2 separate regions of the Anas platyrhynchos genome follow, and region 2 is linked to region 1. A link is a contact called in public Hi-C data. All regions are on one chromosome and are shown on one strand. Each heading gives the region's core, a stretch centred on a gene start, on an enhancer-like site or on the middle of the called end of the contact. The rest is flanking DNA. Distances are from core to core; before and after follow the strand shown. Region 1 overlaps SLIT3 (slit guidance ligand 3). Region 2 holds the start of LOC101800452 (rho GTPase-activating protein 7).

Region 1 (4,803 bases), core at 1,357-3,856:
GTGTCTGACTTGAGAAGACAGTATCTATAGATATGTAACAATGCAGAGAAGAGCTCCTCACTGCAATTGAGGGTTGTATCTGTCCATGAAGCTGATTAAAAGCTTGTGCTTACGCACATGTTCAACTTATCTGCCAGTTAATCCTCACAACTGTCCCACAAAGTCAGAATAGTAACTATTGTAGTTGTGTTTCCAAAGGCATAAGAACAGAGATTCAGCCACATGATCTACTGGCTTTGGCAACAAAGCTAATGAAAACATCCCATTTTCTGCTATTAGATTGCTGCTCCTGTGTCACGCTGCTTGGTGCCTATGTAACAAGCCCAATCACTTAAAAGGTTTAGTTTTGTATGGTTAGTTTGAACTCTTTTTTTTTTTTTTTTCACAGTGCCTGTGAGAGATGGCAGTGTAGGGCAAGAGACAGCAGGGGTTTCTGAAACCAGTGTTTCCTTACAAAGCCAAAGTGTCTTGTAACTAAAATCTGAGGCAGAAGGACAGGACCAGTTACTTAAAGCCAGAGAAGGAATTCAGGACTTCCGGGCTTGTAAAGGACTGGGATGCTTTGTTCAATACAATACAGTCCTACCTGAATGCAAGGAAAACTGACAAATTGCTCTTTGAGAAACATTTAGGTGTAGACTGAGGCTTGAGAATAAGCAGGAAATCTGGGGCAGGGGGGAGGCAGGGACCAGGCAGTCATCTGAGCAAGCAAGATATTAAAGGTACTGCGTGTTTATTACTCAGGTATTTTGAACATTGATTTTTGAATGCATTAGGCTCACAATGAGTCAGGTAACTCAACAGCTGTTTGCTAGTCTGTGCCACAAACAATCCTCATCTTCAGTTCAGTCTCACAAAAATTAACAGGTGCAGCAGTACAATTCAGTTTGTATTGCTCTATCATTTTTTATTTTCTGGGCAGCTTCAGCTTTCAAGCAGGCTAAAATTCTCTGAAACAACTTGATACTTTGTTGTACTTCTAAAAACAGGGAGAGAGGTTGTGATTACCTGCTTGAGTAAAACAGGGTTTCAAATTAAGCAGTTAGTTACAGAAGCAATGTGACTTTTCCGCTGCTCTACATGTACTACATGTAAGTAAATGGCCCAACCTCTGTATCACACACACGCAAACACTAGTGCATAATGAGACTATAGCAGCAGAAATTAAATTATGAGCTATGTAAACTGCCCACATGTACAGTGTTGCCAACCCGCCTTATGCTTGGCCTGTGAGCCTCTCGCCCAGACTCGCCCTGGCAGCTCACTTGCTGGTTCTGTCACCTACGGATAGAGACACAACACACCAGCAGTGGGATTTAGACATCCTGAGACACTGCTGAGCTGACAGCCTGCGTTTGGGATGGCGACATAAGTGGTAAACACCATTTCAAAATGTAAAAGGTAGGTTTAAAGGATGGGTTTTGCTCATTCAGATGGCCCATATGCTCTGCATCCTCTCTCAGTAAGTTACAAGTTCAAAGGTCAGATTCCTTTCAGGTATTTTGTAAACCTGCAATGCAGATGTGGAGGTCTGAGAGCTATTTAGCCAGATTTTCTTTACTATCACTGGAAAATAACAGGCACACTTAGGAGTAACTCATCTCTAAAGAGGAATGACCTTTTAGATGGACCCACCTCTCAAACTATGTGACATGCTACCCATCTGTAGTGCCCGGTCCTGCCCAACCAATACATTAAGGAGCTGTGGCATGGAAATATGCTCTCAACTTCATAAACAAATTAAATAGCTCGGAAATGACCAGAATTATTATTTTTTTTTCCCTGAAATAAGTTTAATTTTGCAGGGTTTTTTACAGGGGACCTGACATAGCCAGTTACACATAAGTAATGTCAGGCAGGTCAGCAGTGAGGCATTTCTGAGGACCTGCTTGTCTGAGAAGAGAGCACTGCTGTTTCAGAGCTGAACTGACGTCCCATGACAGTGCTGGGGTCCGCACAGGTTTTGGGGATGAATCACAAACATATGCCGTTAGAAGTTCACATACTTTTCACACAGATTGCAAAATTACAGCAGTATATATGAGCATCTTTACTGGCTGGGTTTACATAAACGTGAGGTAAGTTAGCTCTGCCACAAAGCGGCAGGCAGGGAGCTCTGCTGACTGCGCTGCCTGTCTGTGACCCACACGAAATCGCCTGGGCCACAGCTGCTGTCCATCCTCAGACTTGTGAGAGCATCCTGAAGAGGCAGGGCTCAAGAACCTGGAGCTCATAATACTGATTTAAGTACTTTTTAGGGGTGAAAAAAAAGGCTTGACATTGTACAAAAACCCAGCTCCGGCTGATCCAGTAGACAGTCTGGCTCACAATACAGTTATATCAGGACTAATGCAAGGGCAATGAATTGCATGGGTAGAGATAAGGAACAAGGACTTACACAAGATTTATTGCCCAAGGTTGCATATACTTTGCATGCACTTCAGAAAAACAAGCCTGAGTTTGCCTGTACTGGGGCCCACACCTCTAGCAGACTACTTTATGGATTGACAACTCTAGTAAGTTCAAAAACAGCTGGTCCAAGCTTGCTGTTTAGATATTCTTGAATTCTGCTAAGTATCTGCCACATTACGAGAAACAGCTGTGCAAAAGCAATGTACCAACTGGATGATCCCGATGTACTCCCTGCATATCTCACTGCTGTGTTGCAATGCTTAATTCATATGTAGAAAGTACTTAGATGTTCAGCTGAAAGGTGCTAGACAAATGGAAATGCACATTTGTAATGGTTAGGCTATGCAGAAGTGCCAATGAAAGGAAGAAGAATAGCCAAAACCCATTGGCTCTGACAGCTGAGCACTGAGGAGGTGGGATGGATGGCTGCACGACAGGGAACTCTTCCCTGGTGGGATCAATATCCAAAGCTAGCGCACAAAACTACACTGTTATCTGAGGAAGGCCAAGCTATGGCCATTTGTCAGAGGACAACATTATCACATCTGGCAGCGCTGGCTCTTCCCTGGGCCAGGATTTCACAGGCATTAATCACCTACTCCTCCACAGTGTGTGCTTTTTCCAGATTATGCAGGAGAGCCTTGACTATGAGGCAAACAAAAGTCTGTGTGTCCTGGCAATGGAAGCAGCCACCCCATGTGGTGCTCGTGCCTGTCAGCATACCCAGGCCTGGTATTTTCACTGGAAAGGGAGTGAGGTGTCCCCGTCTGTGTGTATGTGTGGATGAAAATTACTCAGTTCTGACTTTTTCACTTTTTAACTCTGAATGAAAATAGTCTGTGCCTGGACCGTGAGAAACTGTGCAACTTATAGCCATCATTCAACACTGCAATTTTGTAAAGCAGATGAAGTCAGAACAGGCAAAGCACTGTTTTGCTTTTTGAAAAGATGCTAACACATGATAGAAAAGCCGGATGCGGACAGCCAGGATGGTAGAAAATCCCACCAGGGGATATCTGTGTTAAAGCACATCGCTGTTGCTGACAGAAAGATGTTATGAAGTCTTTGGATTTTGAGAGAGACAGAGACAACACTGGGGGAGAAACCAGTGCTGAGGGAAATGCTACGCGAACTCTCCTCAGAGCCTCTTATATAGCTGGGCCTTTAGGAGACTCAGCAATCGTCTGAGACAGTTGGAGACAGTGGCTTGGCTGGAGATGAAGGGAAGAAAGCCACAGACGCTGAACAGTGCATCACGACGCAGCTCCCAGCACAGACTTGCTGTGCTCGGCCTTTTTTTTTTTTTTCTTCTTTTTTTCTTTCTTTTTTTTTTTCAAGGGGCCTCTTCCTGACCCAGCTCTCGGCACGGGCTTTATTAAAATCTTAATTGAATTCTTTCTGGGGATCAGGTGGGCTCGGGGCACGCACCCTGTGGTACATAAATCCCGCCCCGGCGCCCGCCATTTGCTGAGCTTCCTCAGCCCTCGCGGTGCCGAGGGCACGGGCCGAGCGCTCCCGGGCCCTTCGGCTCGGGGCCGGCAGCGGGTGGCGAGCACGGGGCTGCGGCGGGGACACGGGGGGAAGAAACACGCCGGGGCTCCGCCGAGCCCCGCGGCGAGGGCTAAACCGGCGGCCAGCGACCGCCAGAGGGAGCCGCGGTACCGCGCAACGGGCCCGGGGCGGCCGCGCTGAGGGGGTGGCGCTGAGGCGGCCGCGCTGAGGGGGCCGCTGCTTCCCCTCGGCCCCGCAGTCGTTCCTCACAGCTCCGGCCACAGCTCAGCACCGCGCCCACCCCGGGTACCGAGCCCCGGGTACCGAGTTCACAGGCTGATATATACGGCAGCTTTACCTTGGCTCCCTGCTCAAAGCGTATTTACTGAGATCTCGCAACATCGCATACCTGGCAGCTGACTTGACGTTACCCAACTCCTTCCCTTTTGCAAGGGCTTTTGTGCTTCATGATTAAATTAAAATAATATGTCTGAGCAAAGCAAGGGAGAGGGGAAAGGGCCCACAGGAAGAAGCCAAACAACTGCTAGACTCGAGCCAGCTGCTTTTCTCGGGGGCGCTAACAAACCAAGTCCTAGGTTTTGAGATTTTCCAAGCTATTAAAGAAGACAGTCGTGAATTTTTAGCTGACTTCCAACTGCAGCATTCTGGGCCACCACTACTAGATATTAGATAGTTTATAATACATTATAATGCATTACTGTTGTAAAAAGGAAGGGATTACATTTTAAGTGTAAACATTTGAAGGGTCAGCAAGGATTTCCAGTAATTTAACAATGAAACTTGCTAAAAAATAATAAAATAAATAAATACATAAATAATATATAAAAAAGGAACCAAATGTTCTATGTACAATGAAAAGATTTTTCAGGACCCAGGAAC
Region 2 (4,803 bases), core at 1,322-3,821, 57 kb before region 1:
ACAAGATGGATGGTTCATCACAAAGCAGGCCCAGCACAGCGCTGAGTGTTCAGATGCAAGCCCAGCAGGGGGCGATCTGTACAGGCAGGGAAAAGGCGTCTCAGAAGGGGCTGAGGCAACAAAAATCCAGCTCAAACCATGAGCTGTACCCCTCCAGCTCAGAACAAGACTCATGTTAGTTCCACAAGCCATGGTTCAGGCCCAACCCCCCTGGGTGAAACCAAGACCATCTGCTGGTGGCAGATGACCAGTTCCTGCTGGCCGTCTCCCAGCAGAGACAACTCGAGGGCAACATCACAAGTAGGACTTACGGCAGCAGCCAGGCTCCGAGGGGTGGAGGAGCTCAGAGGGGCTGCGGCTCAGAAAGGACAGGGACAGCTTCGGCAACCAGGATGCCCTCACTGCAAATGCCCCGTGTTGTGGCACACGAGAAGGGAAACACGAGAAGGCTGGGGATCAGTCATCAGCTGTCACAGACCAAGGAGATGGCTGTGAGTGATCACCAGCTGCCCAGCTGCACTGGCATGTCCCCACAGGCTGGGGGCCTCACCCTTTCACACCATGCTGAGGAGACCCCAGCAAGCTGCTGCCCCCGGCAAGGGCTGGGGATGCCCAGGGCTCTGCTTGCCCCATCACTTGTGCCTGTCGAGGTCAAGTTCTCAGTTCCTGCCAAAGAAAACATTATGCTTTTTTAGGGTCACCTGTTTCCTTATGATTTTACAAGGCAGTGTATCAGAATGCTTCCCGCAAAGCAATCCCTGGCACCCATCCCACCTGCCCATTCCTGCTAGGATGTGCCCTCTTGCCGGCAGCTGATGGAGCGTGGCCGAGCCGCCGCCCGCAGCGCTGCTCCTGCTGTGCACACAGCTAACACCTGCCCTGCGAGGCACAGAGCCAGCCCTAGAGGGCATCAAAGGGTGCAAAGTCCTTGCACTTTGGAATCACAAAGGTTAGGATTTGCTCTAGCTCTTCGTGGTGCGATCAGAGCAGCTGCAGGTTTTGTGCAAGCAGACAGAACAGTGGCTAAGTGCAGACCTACAGCTGAAGGATGACCTTTCTTAAAAAGGGGTTGGCTTGCCCCAAGCTTTGGTTTAGCCTCTTGGTTGTAACAAATCCACTAATACTCCTTAGGGAATGTCAGCAGAACGAGCCTGGTCACAGCTTTGCTCTGCCTTCACGCCCATCCTTGGGCCCTCCTGCATCCTGCAGTTGTCCTTTGTTAACCTGGTATTGCTCTATCAGCTACAAACTGCCACTAAAAGCTTCAGAGTTCAACTTAAAGATAACCTAAGCATTGCCTTCCAACGCTGGGCTGCCTGCAGTAATGGCTTGCAGGACACAACAGTGCTCCTCACACCAAGAGGTGCTCTAGAAAGGTTTTGCTCCACTGTACCTGGGTTTCTCCAGAACTTCTGCACTGACTTCACTCTGAAACTCTGCCACACCTGAAAGCAAAGCTCTGCAAGAAGCTTCATGCATACACCTACCACATGTTCTTCATTGCCCCCAAGAGCATATGTATTTTTGTCACAATTACTGAGTTTAAAGTCCCCAGAGCAACACGGGCTTCCAGCAACACAGCTGTTCCCTACAGGGGTTTTGTTTAGCATGCACTGACTTCATCCTGCCCCACAACTCTCACACTTCCCTCCCCAAGCGACGGGCTAGCAGAGTGTTTGTCTGCACACTGACGACTAATTTCTCAGAATGTGAGTTACTGCTCTGTTCTCCTGAGCTTTTTATGTGTCATTATCCTAAAGCTGCTATCTCAGAGAATATTCCTTCCTTTACTCAGGCTTACTTCTAAGCTTCTCTTTGCAGCTGCTCGTGGTCATACGGCTTCAATAGTTACTCGTGCACCTTGAGAAGAGGCTGCAGGGCACTGCAAAGCTTCTCCTGTCGCACACATGCCCGACATACGGACACACCAAGTGTCACGGATAGGGCTGGGACTGCTCCAAATGAGTGTCACTGCACAGATCACTGCCAAGCAGTTATACTCACGATATAACAGTTCAAATTTGCTGTAGGGTACAGGCACCTTCATATTTTAAAAGTCTACGAAACTTCAGCCAAAGCACAAACTTAAACACTGAAAGCTAGAAATCAAATTCTAGGTAGATGTGAACATTTGCAGCTCTGTGTACAAACCATCAGTCCAAAACTCCTCCTTGTTCCCACTGAAAAAAATGTCAGGCAAACACCTTAATGCAACACACCAGCACAGCGCTCAAGGTAGCAGCATTTAAGAGGAGCACCCTTGCCAAAAAAGTAGACCTATTTCCATTCCTATGGAAGTGGAAATTCCTGTGGTTCTATAAAGACCGCAGCCCAGATGCTTCATTCCCACCAGCACAGGATTCAAACCCCTTCGGACTGACTGACCTGCGAGGCGTTTTTCTCTGGTGCTCCTCCAGAAGACGTCCCACGCTCTGCTGGCCGAGTCCCTGCCGTGGTCGCTGAGGGCTCGCCGCAGGCGCTGCCTCCCCGGCTCTGCCATGCCTGGGGGGCTCCAACCTGCACAGATCAGCAGACTCCAGAAGAAATTGCAGCAGGTTAGGACCAAAGCCCGGCTGTTCTCCTGGCTTTTGCCTCTTCAGCTGGCCTAGAAAGGTTTCCATGCAGGAGAAGCCAGCAGTTAACGTGATGAGCGTCCTTCCTGTGGGGAGGGGGACAAGCACCCCCTGCCACCCCGGGCTGGCTGCACTGGGGGGCCGTGGCACCCACCCCGGAGCACTGCATGGCTCTGCAGCTCCACCCCTGTGCCTTATAAACAGCCAGCTCCCTGCCATGCAGGGCAGTAAACACAGAGTGAGGCTACGCAGCATCTCCTGGAGCGGGGACAGGATTTCAGACAAGGCTGTAACTCTGCATTCCCTGCTGAGTGGGTAACAGCTTCCTCACCGCCGTGTCCTCTGAGCTCTGCGTGCTCAGGCGCGTGCCTGCCATCTCCTTTACCAGCAGGCAGTTGCTTATTTTATTTGGTATGTCTTTTTTTTTTTTTTAATATATAATTATTTTCACAGAACAGCCTGGTCTAGAGGTGGATTTGGATGCTTCTCCTGTGGCATGGGATTAACCTGCAGGAAGTTTTTATGTAGAGCCTGTTCAAAGAAAGAAATCTCCAGGCTGTCCGGCATTACCCAGTCACTGATGCACTTGCTGCCTCTATAAAGGGGGGATTGGTTAATGCTGGGGCCTCACTGCCTTATTTATTTACACAAGCACAGGCTGGCTGTGAAGCAGCAAGGCATGGGAAGCCCATCTTCCCAGAAAACACAGCTCCCTGCCAGCCTCCCCCGCAGGGCGCCCTGCTCTCTGCCTTCAGGACAAACTCCAGACCAGGGCTGACCCCGCCGGGCACCAACACGGGGCTGGGAAGCAGTGGGGGTAAAGGGAAGGCACATGAAAACCTCAGTCACTTCTCTGTCAGGTATGGGCCTGGGAACAGTGCTCACAGAAATGTTTTTGGACAAGCAGGGGCCAATTTAAGTTTGCTCCCCCTCTGGGGAGGGAGACTGAAGCAGCTTTGTAACAGACACAAACACCCAGCACATAGCTCTGTATCAGTGCAGCTCCTTGGCAAAATCCAACCCAAACAAGAATATAAATTAATGGGGAAAGAACACAACTTGACTACAAATGATTGCTAGTGCTACATGTGTGCTTTACACCTCCCCATTCCTCTTTCTGACAGCAGCTTTGGGCCTGGTGTCTCAGAGGAATAAGCTGCGATGGTATTTGTTGGTGAGACAACTGATTGAGGTAACTTAATTAACGTCCCTCAGCAGATGGCAACCTGAGGACTGGAGACACAGCTGACAAGGGGCACGGCCACCACGTGGAAGCCGTGAAGTCAGGGCTGTTCCTGCTGCCTTGCAGCCCTGCGCTTTCTGCTTCCATCTCCTGCACAAAGCCGCAGCCACGCCGTGACGGCCTCTTCCCCGGAGCACTGCTTCCCTAGAAAATGAACCACGTGAGAGCACAGAGCAGCCACATGTCCTGGCTGGGAGGCACAAGCACCTGCCTGGCAAATCACCCCAGGTGTTTTCGTGCCTTGATTCTTACAAACCAAACCCTTGGGTTAACGTTTCCACACAAACCAAACTCTTGTTGCCAGCGTGCTCCCCAATACTACTTAGCAGGAAGAAATGTTAGTTCCTTTGTGTCCTGTCCAGAATTAAATTGGGCCTACCAAGGGTGATGCTGTACTTTTCTTTCCCTAAAGAAATTTGGATGGGTCTCAGAGAACAGGAGACCACAGAGGCTAAGGGAGAGGAAATTTGGGGTTGGGGCATGGAGAAGGGAAGAGGAAACAGCTGGAAGCCACCTACAAGAAGGTGTCTCCACAGAAGTGATCAAGTCTTTGGTAGTCACTTGCAATTTCATGGTGATGTAAAGAAGAAAATCTGTTCAATAAAATGAAAAAATGAAGAATGAACAGTGAGGCTATTCATATAAAGGAACTGAAGTGCTTCCTGTTGTCTCAGACGTGACCCTAGGCTAAAACAGGATGTATGCTAAAAATAAAGCTACAGCCAGGAAAAAGCAAAGCTGTTCCACGTTCTTAGAAGCTGCTCACATTCACATCTCTGTCTTGGGACTGCTGCAAGGGCTGAAACATTTCTGGAAGCACCAGACCATCTCGAGATGAAGCAAACATCCTTTGTCAGCAGATGCAGTTAGGAAATTTTGGCCTTTTTACATTTCCCAGAACGTTAAAATATCAGATTTGAACAACACCAGCAAGCCAAGAACCAGTCATTACAGCCACTGCGAAAATAATCTGAACACGGCCGTGGT

The links. A called contact is a pair of places that touch in the nucleus more often than the background predicts.
Region 2: a Hi-C map of liver shows a contact between it and region 1, with 1.9 times the contacts expected there. The contact joins the promoter of LOC101800452 here to the enhancer-like site in region 1. A contact is called at or near these places in 2 of 8 Hi-C or Micro-C datasets (liver and skeletal muscle).

What each region holds. Positions count from the first base shown.
Region 1 is chr14:15,951,679-15,956,481 of IASCAAS_PekinDuck_T2T, reverse strand. The region is part of intron 33 of SLIT3 (slit guidance ligand 3); the gene reads right to left. Among named protein-coding and RNA genes, the nearest start is that of PANK3, 23 kb to the left of the region's middle. Within about 2 kb of position 2,606, at least 7 of the 8 cell types and tissues checked have an H3K27ac peak or open chromatin away from gene starts, as enhancers often do.
Region 2 is chr14:16,008,268-16,013,070 of IASCAAS_PekinDuck_T2T, reverse strand. It overlaps LOC101800452 (rho GTPase-activating protein 7), which reads right to left and starts at 2,571. Exons shown (of 13, transcript XM_072023548.1): 1 at 2,386-2,571. The coding sequence starts at 2,500.